Linked DNA regions of Mus musculus: region 2 is linked to region 1. Evidence: chromatin contacts called from public Hi-C data. All regions are on one chromosome and are shown on one strand. The core of a region is the stretch at or near the end of the contact, and the rest is flanking DNA. Distances in the headings are between cores, read along the strand shown.

What was found. A called contact is a pair of places that touch in the nucleus more often than the background predicts.
Region 2: a contact with region 1 is called in a Hi-C map of stem cell-derived neural stem cells, with 2.7 times the contacts expected there. The contact joins two enhancer-like sites. A contact is called at or near these places in 2 of 15 datasets of contacts at CTCF or cohesin (large pre-B cells and pro-B cells), 31 of 484 Hi-C or Micro-C datasets (B cells, the BV-2 cell line, CD4 T cells and 22 more), 6 of 115 datasets of contacts at active chromatin or transcription factors (bone marrow-derived dendritic cells, bone marrow-derived macrophages, large pre-B cells and 2 more) and 1 of 9 other capture datasets (liver).

The regions. Positions count from the first base shown.
Region 1 is chr10:57,575,769-57,579,915 of GRCm38.p6, reverse strand. No RefSeq gene overlaps it. Among named protein-coding and RNA genes, the nearest start is that of Serinc1, 45 kb to the right of the region's middle. Within about 2 kb of position 2,360, at least 3 of the 459 cell types and tissues checked have an H3K27ac peak or open chromatin away from gene starts, as enhancers often do. A contact at or near this core is called in neural progenitor cells and stem cell-derived neural stem cells, where this site is marked.
Region 2 is chr10:57,725,610-57,729,756 of GRCm38.p6, reverse strand. It overlaps Pkib (protein kinase inhibitor beta, cAMP dependent, testis specific), which reads right to left. Exons shown (of 5, transcript NM_001039051.2): 4 at 1,491-1,667. The coding sequence starts at 1,659. Among named protein-coding and RNA genes, the nearest start is that of Fabp7, 57 kb to the left of the region's middle. Within about 2 kb of position 1,851, at least 95 of the 459 cell types and tissues checked have an H3K27ac peak or open chromatin away from gene starts, as enhancers often do. A contact at or near this core is called in neural progenitor cells and stem cell-derived neural stem cells, where this site is marked.

The sequences.
Region 1 (4,147 bases), core at 1,111-3,610:
CAGAAAATGTGGTACATTTACACAATGGAATACTACTCAGCTATTAAAAAAATGAATTTATGAAATTCCTAGGCAAATGGATGGACCTGGAGGGTATCATCCTTAGTGAAGTAACCCAATCACAAAGGAACTCGCACAATATGTACTCACTGATAAGTGGATATTAGCCCAGAAACTTAGGATACCCAAGATATAAGATACAATTTGCCAAACACATGAAATTCAAGAAGAACGAAGACCAAAGTGTGGACACTTTACCCTTTCTTAGAAATGGGAACAAAACACCCATGGAAGGAGTTACAGAGACAAAATTTGGAGCTGTGACGAAAGGATGGACCATCCAGTGATTGCCATATGCAGGGATCCATCCCATAATCAGCTTTCAAATGCTGACACCATTGAATACACTAACAAGATTTTGCTGTAAGGACCCAGATATAGCTCTCTCTTGTGAGACTATGCCGGGGCCTAGCAAACACAGAAGTGGATGCTCACAGTCAGCTATTGGATGCATCACAGGGCCCCCAATGGAGGAGCTAGAGAAAGTACTCAAGGAGCTAAAGGGATCTGCAACCCTATAGGTGGAACAACATTATGAACTAACCAGTACCCTGGAGCTCTTGACTCTAGCTGCATATGTATCAAAAGATGGCCTAGTCGGCCATCACTGCAAAGAGAGGCCCATTGGACTTGCAAACTTTATATGCCCCAGTACAGGGGAACGCCAGGGCCAAAAATGGGGAGTGGGTGGGTAGGGGATTGGGGGGTGGGTATGGGGGACCTTTGGGATAGCATTGAAAATGTAAACGAGGAAAATACCTAATAAAAAAAAAAGATTAAAAAAAAATAGTGCTTGTTGCTATTACAAAGGACCTGCATCTGTGTCAGGCATCTTATAAATAATTTTAACTCTAGCTCCAGAGAATTTGACACCTCTGGCCTCTGCAGGAACACATACACATACCACCACCACAACAACAACAACAATGATGACAATAATAAATAATAATAAATATAAAATGAATTTTAAAATATTATATTTTATGAGCTAAATATGTGGCTTATGAAGTTCTTGTCTTGCAAATGTAAGGCTGTGAGTTCAACATCCAGAGTCCACGTGAAATATCTGAGTGCAGCAATATGCACTTATAATTTCAGGGCTGGGAAGGGCAAAGTGCCTGAGTCACCTACTCAGTCCATAAGGTACAGTTCAGATATAACGGTTTTACTAGGACTCAGTGGCATTCATCCATTTTGGTGATTGCTTTCACACTGAGGCAGTGCTGAGTAGTTGAGGCAGAGGCTACAAGTTCTTGATCTAAAATAATTCCCTTTACACACACACACAAAGAGAGAGAGAGAGAGAGAGAGAGAGAGAGAGAGAGAGAGAGAGAGAGAGAGAGAGAGTATGCCTTTTTAAAGTACAACAATAATATTTGTCCTGCCTACAAGAAGCACGAAGATAAAGATGGAGCAGAGTTTGAAGGAATGGCCCACCAATGGTTGGCCCAATTCTAGACCCATCCCATGAGAGAGAGCCAACCCCTGACACAATTAGTGATACTCTGTTATGCTTGTAGACAAGATCCTAGTATACCTGTCTCGCAGGAGGCTTCATCCAGCAGCTGATGGAAACAGACGCAGAGACCCACAACTAAACATCAGGCAGAGCTCAGAGAGGCTTATAGAAGAGTTTGGGTAGGATTGGGGAAGCTAGAGGGGTCAAGGTCACCACAAGAACTACAGAATCAATTAACCTGGCCTCATAGGGGTTCATAGAGGTTGAACTACCAACCAAAGAGCATGCAGGGGCTAGACCTAGGCCCCCTACACATTTGTAGCAAATGTACAGCTTGGTTGTGTGGGACCCCCAGTAATTGGAATGGGAGCTAGCTGTCTCTGAGTCTGTCTAGGCCTGGCTATCCTGGAACTCACTCTGTAGCCCAGGCTGGCCTCGAACTCAGAAATCCACCTGCCTCTGGCTCCCAAGTGCTGGGATTAAAGGCATGTGCCACCACTGCCCAGCCAATCCCAGCTTGTTAATGGCACCTCTTTTAGCTGTCCTGGTAAGACTGTGAAGGACAGACCAAACAAGGACCTCCTCCTCCAGTTCTCCACTGCTCCTGGTTTTTCTTCTCCCTTGGCTGATTGCATTCTCAATGGGGACTTGCTTTAACATTGCCTTATACATGCACTTTCTTGATTCTAGTTTCTTTGGCATTTTCTCAGTTTTGGCTAGCCCATCCAGCTCCCACTAGCTACAAACTTGAGCTGAAGAGGAAATGATCTGTCTACAAGCTGGGTCACAAGGCAGCTGCACAGGCCTCTGGTGTCGTGGCTAGTGGAGGCTTTCAGGATGAGAAAATACGGATACCATGGAAACAGAAAGCAAGCCAGGCCTGAGTGCTCAGCAAAGTCATCAGGATGGGAATGTGGGACTTCGCAGCTCATTCACTTAGTAAGTCCTCATAAAGACAAGAAGAACATGCAGTCCAAGAAGACTGTCTTAACAAGCTGCACCACAACTTGGAAAATGAAGTTAAGAACTCCAACCAGTGACTGGGTTTGCAGAGTCATTAAAAGTGTGTACACAGAAAACTGAACCTGGGTCCTGATTCCAATTAGAATGATCTATATTATAGTAAACACCAAGTCCCACCTAAAGATAGAAAGTGAACATAATTGGAATCACTTGAATGATGAGGGGAACAAGAGGAGATGAAGGTTCACTTTGGCCTCCCAGCAAGCCAGACACAGGTTTGTGCCCCAGAAAAAAAGTGATTTTTAAATACCATACCAAGAGATGTTATACAGGAAACTCATGTTATTATAGTCTTTTCCCTAATATTGGTTTTAGCCATGCGCCAAAAATCATAGAAATTCATGAATAAACAATTTGATAAAAATCCTACTTCAAACGCAGTGCCTCAAATGGGATCTTTCACTTATTTAAATGAACTGCACAGGCAGTCATTCAAATGCAACACCTGCTACTCTATTTTCTCTTAAACCAGCTTTCCAAGAGTATCTATTTAAAGATGCTTTGTTCTTCAGTTTGCTATTGTATTTGAAAGTGTAAAAAAGCCTTGCTTTATTCTCAAGTACTTACCCTCAGCTCTCTCTTAGATGACTTTGACCTTCTACAAATCTAAATAAGAAAACATCTCTAATGAAAATGAACTCTTTTTTCCTACCAGATATTTTAAAACTTAAGTTAGTCTTTTAAATCTGTATTCTTTGCAATTGGCAAATGTCAACGTTTATTAAACGTGAAGAAGTCAGCAATTGAAAGCTAAAAGACTATATGTTAATGTGTGGCTATCAGAATATGCATCTATACCTGAGCCAAACTGTTCAAACCCAGGATTGTATCATGGAGTTATAGGAATGGAAAACTATTTGGTAATTGGTTGGATTCTGGATTGGATTTTTGATGACTTGATTATCTTCCACTTAAGTATTTTAAGTTATTTTCCAATTAGGAAAAAATGTAAGTTAAATAATATCCTACTATGAGTTGTGAGTTTGAAGCAACATTACTGTTAAGTTATGGGTACAATCATACTGCAAAAAAGGGGATGTGTGCCCAAACTGTACTATTCATTCTTGCAAAGACTTCAGTCTCTGAATTATAGAATGAATTTGATGCACCGTCCAAAGAAAACTACTTCTAAGGCAGTATTTCATATCTTAATATCCATGGGAAAAAGTCAGTCAAAGCCTTAACTCTCTCTCTGTTTCTTTCTCTCCTCCAAGCAATAGGCTAAGCACTCAAATATTTGGTATACTTATAAATGTGATTTGTGTTGTAGATAACCCTGGGACTACTTATATTAGTATAAGAGGGGCTTCGAACAAGGAATGAATCAGCACTCAGATGATTTCCTGTAAATCTGCTTCCCACTTCAATTTGTAAAATAAAGGAGAGCTGATGATTGGACAGATAAAAGGAAGGTGGAGCAGAAGGTGGGAGGTCAGGGAGAAGAAGGAAAAAATGGAAGAGGGAGAGCATGCAGCGGAGGAGGAGGAAGAAAAGCAGAGCAGAAGCACATGGACTGGAGAAACCTCAAGTTCTATGGGGTCTCATAGATGTGGAAGATGGTAGAGTAGCGTTAGGTCTGCCAGTCTAGGTGCTCAGCATGTATTC
Region 2 (4,147 bases), core at 602-3,101, 150 kb before region 1:
TCCATTTAATCCTCCTGGCTGAAGTACATGTATGCCCCTTAGTACACACATTTAATTCTAAGCAATGAAGGTAAAGTTACTTCATAAAGAAAGCAAGCACCCACATTTGAATGTGATGTCTAATTGAGTAGCAGACAAAGTGATGAATCAGAGAAAGATTTGACAGAATAGAATATGCCCAACTCTCAGGAGAAGAGGAAGGAAAAGGAAGCAACTTAAGGGAGAGACGGACAGTACAGGAGGAAGGGAGTACAGAGCAGGAATACAGTAGAGTTCCTGGAGAGCTGTACAGTACAGTTGAGAGGGAGAGTAGAGCAGCACAGAGAGGGAAAAGGAGGCTAATTTTACCAGGATAGTTTTACAGAGACAAATTGAAGAAAGAACAAGCTGGACACAGGTAAAGACAGAATGAGCAAGAGAATGAGAAGGATGGAGAAGGCTAAAAAAGATTGCTAGAGTTAGTTTCAGTCCAAACAGCAATTCTGGAGAAAACAAGAGAAGCCAGACTAGGAGAGGAGTTTGAGCCTGAACAGTTGAGTTGAACCAGCCAGAGCTCAAAAAGAACTAGAAAGGGTAAGCTTATTCAGCAGTAAGTCTCAGAGGCTGAAAACATTCTAGATAAGATTGTACAGAGGCTAGAAACTTCCAGGACTAGGCCTAGGTTAGCAGACTGAGACAGTAAGCATCCCAGATGACAATTATACAGGAGAATAAAATATATGTTACACTGTGTATTCCAGGGTAGCAACCATCTAATAGCAATCCTCCTGCCTCTGCCTTACAAGTTATTCTGATTTCAGTGATGGGTGCTCTGATTTCTACTGTACTGTAGTCACTGATGAACTTTCTACAAAGCACCCATTCCAGTTTTCTGATAAAGCATAGCATTCTTAGACTATATATTTATTCATTAAAAATCTAGCACTCTTGTTGTACTATAAAAATCTGTGACAGTAGGAGTTTACATCTGCCCTACTCATCACTGGAGTTCTTTGCATTTAGCAGTCATGAAATTGAATGGTAGGCAACATAGCAATGATAGAAGTAAGAAAGGATACCTTGTGACTGGGATCGCCTCCCACTGCCTCTTGTAATGTTAGAAGATACAGAGGGCACTAGCTTCTGTATTAGGTTCTCAAACTATAACTGGCAGATTGAGACAGGTAATGAGCTATTATGAGTCTCAGTACTCAGATCCAATGCAAGGATTAATAGTCATGGCCACCTAATTAATTCTGTACTGGAGGTGGAACCTAGAATCCTATCATGTGATCATGCACATCCAATAGACAGAGCACCAATTTTTATGTTCACCCTTAGGACATGAAATTGCCTAGTTTCAGAAAGGCATAGAAATGCACTTGAACCTGAGAGCTTTTGGTCAAGAAGAAAAGCGATCGGCTATAACTAGTTAAAAGGCTGCTCCAGAGAAAAAGATTGAAAAAGAGAGACAAAGCGAGGGTTTTATTTCCAGGAATTAGGAGTTTTACCTTCCTTCACGGCCAACGCTTCCAGTTTCAGTGGAAGATCAGAGGATCCACTTGTAGCCAGTGAACTCTGGATGTCGGGTAAGGCATTGCGGCGGCCTGCCCTTGCTGAGGACGCAAAGCTGGTGATCACAGATTCCACATCAGTCATCTCTGATGAATCTGTCCTCATCACAGAATCTATAGATAGAATGTACACATTAAAAAATGTGCTATTCAGAAGTAAAAAGGGTCACCTCAAAGACCAATGGCTACATCAAAACCGCTACAGGCTTGGAGAGCTGATCTCGGGTGGCACAATAGCAGTGTCTGTGCCTTGGCTCTAAGATGCCCACGTGAGCATTTGCTGAATAGGGCAGGAAGTACTTCTGTGAACCAGATTGCTATAAATAACCCCGGATCCCAAAGCAACACTTGAACGCTTGAGGGTGTAGTAGGCCTGAACATTTTTTGTTCTGCTTTTTCTATGAAAGAATCAGCCAACCCGGGGTTTGGCAACCAATGCGACAGACTGGAGTGGCCACTCCCAGAGTATTTGTTTGTGGTACTTATTTGAGCTGAAACCAAATCACTGTAATTGTGGGGAATAAACAAAGCACGTTTCCTTATTCTTTAGAAATAAACCCTATTTTATGTCTGAGGCTTTCCCCTCCACAGTTGTGACGTCATTTGTGCTGATTCAGATAGGTTTCAGTATGCTCAGGTTTATGCTAGACACAGTTTTGCTTGCCTTTGAGTGGACACAGTTCATTGCTAGTCATAGGAATGACTTACAGTAGTCCTTAGTAGTAATGCTTCTCTGACAACTCTTCAGAAACCATTTGTTGTATAGGAGGTAGCAGTTATTATATATCCTGAAAAAAATCTAAACTCACTGTCTTTCAACTAAGATTTTTTTTTCTAAGTCTTCCTAAAAATTGATATTGAGCTGTAACTCAGAAGTTGTGATGGCAGAAGGAATTTGCTGAATTTGCTGAGTAGGTAGCAAGGTCATGTGCTAGCAAGGCCTTGCTCTGTGTGTGTGTGTGTGTGTGTGTGTGTGTTCAGGGTTGGTTTTTTTTTTTTTTTTTTTTTTTTACTTTTTACTGGTTCTTTATGAATTTCACATCATGTACCCCAATCCCACTCATCTGTCCCTCCCTTTATACTCACCCTCCAACCTTGCACCCTTCCCCGCCAACAGAGGAAAAAGACATCTTGTAGAAGCTCTACTGTGTCGCAGTGTGTCCCACAGTATACCCTTTTGTCCATACTACTTTGCTTGCAAATGTTCACTGAAACTACCTCTCATAGGTGGTGAGGGACATCTCTCCCTCATCCATGCACCACAAGAAGACAAGAGGCAGGACCAGCTCTCCTGTCTTCACCCCCTTGGGCCTGATCACCTATAATCCCCATGTCTGGCACCAGCTCTTCTGTGATGCCCTGATGAGGTGCAGAGCCCGCTCTCCCAAGTGCTGCAGCAGGTGAGGAGCAGGGCCCACTCTGCTCTTCTTTTCTCATGACTCCACGGCCAGCTCTCCCACCAGTCACTAGTCATAAGGGACAAAGACTTAGGGTTGGGGAGAGTATCTCTTTCTAGCCCATGTTGCCTCAAGGCAGAAAAGTTATTGGTCCAGCTCTCCTTGACTCACACCGTTGGTGCCAGCTCTCCTACATTCATACCCTTGGGGCCAGCTCGCTGGCACCCCCATCACTAGGGTCAACTCTACTGTGCAGCTCAGGTGAGGAACAAGGCCCACTCTCCCTAGTGTAGTTGTGAGGAACAGGAACATCTCTCATACTCCCATGCCTTCAGGGCTAGCTCTCCCATGGATGTCCAGGAAAAGGATGGGGCCAGTTCTGCACAGCCCTCAGATATGTGCCTGGGTTCAATCCCAGACCAGGAAAGTTCACCTGGCCTTTGGTGGCAACAGAGCCCCCCGCACCCCCGAAAAAAGCAGGGCTTTTTTCCTCGGAGGGAAAGCACAGGTTTAAATTTTCTGACAAATTACCTCAGAACGCAAAATGTGCCCAGTGTCCACCAAAGAATGGGTTTGATCCTCTTTGGTGTTTATGACATAGCAAACTCTGGCCTGAGGAAACCAAGCCAGCCTTCTCATAGTAGTTGAAGGAAAGCTTTTCATAGACAATTGATTTCCACTATGAAAATGATAATAAAAAAATGAGAGTATGCACACATGCTGATCTGGAATTAGGAACACAGCTCTTGCTCACGGCATGTAATAATTCCTGTGGTGCCCCACATGTTCTCAGGAGCTTCGTGGTCATCTGAAAGTGCCCTAAAAGAGGCCTTCTCTTACTGTGCTAGCTAGTCTCCTTTTGTGAGCATCATACGAGGTTTGCAGACACAATCTGGAATTAGACTTTCAGCTGTTTGGTACTTGCTAAGTGTCTGGGCATTGATGGCTCAGAGAAGTATAATGAACACTGGACTATTAATTAGTTCAAAAGAATCCACCTGATTACAGAGTTACAAGGTGACAGTGGACAACTCATTTAAATTTATAAGTCACAGTTTCACTTCTACAAATCAGCTATGGCAATCACCCTGTCTGATTCATAGCATTATCTAGACAGATAGTGGGTAAACTTCTCTCTGTTCCTGTGATAAGTTCACTGACAAGTGATATTTGCATCATTTGTCACCTTTCCCTATA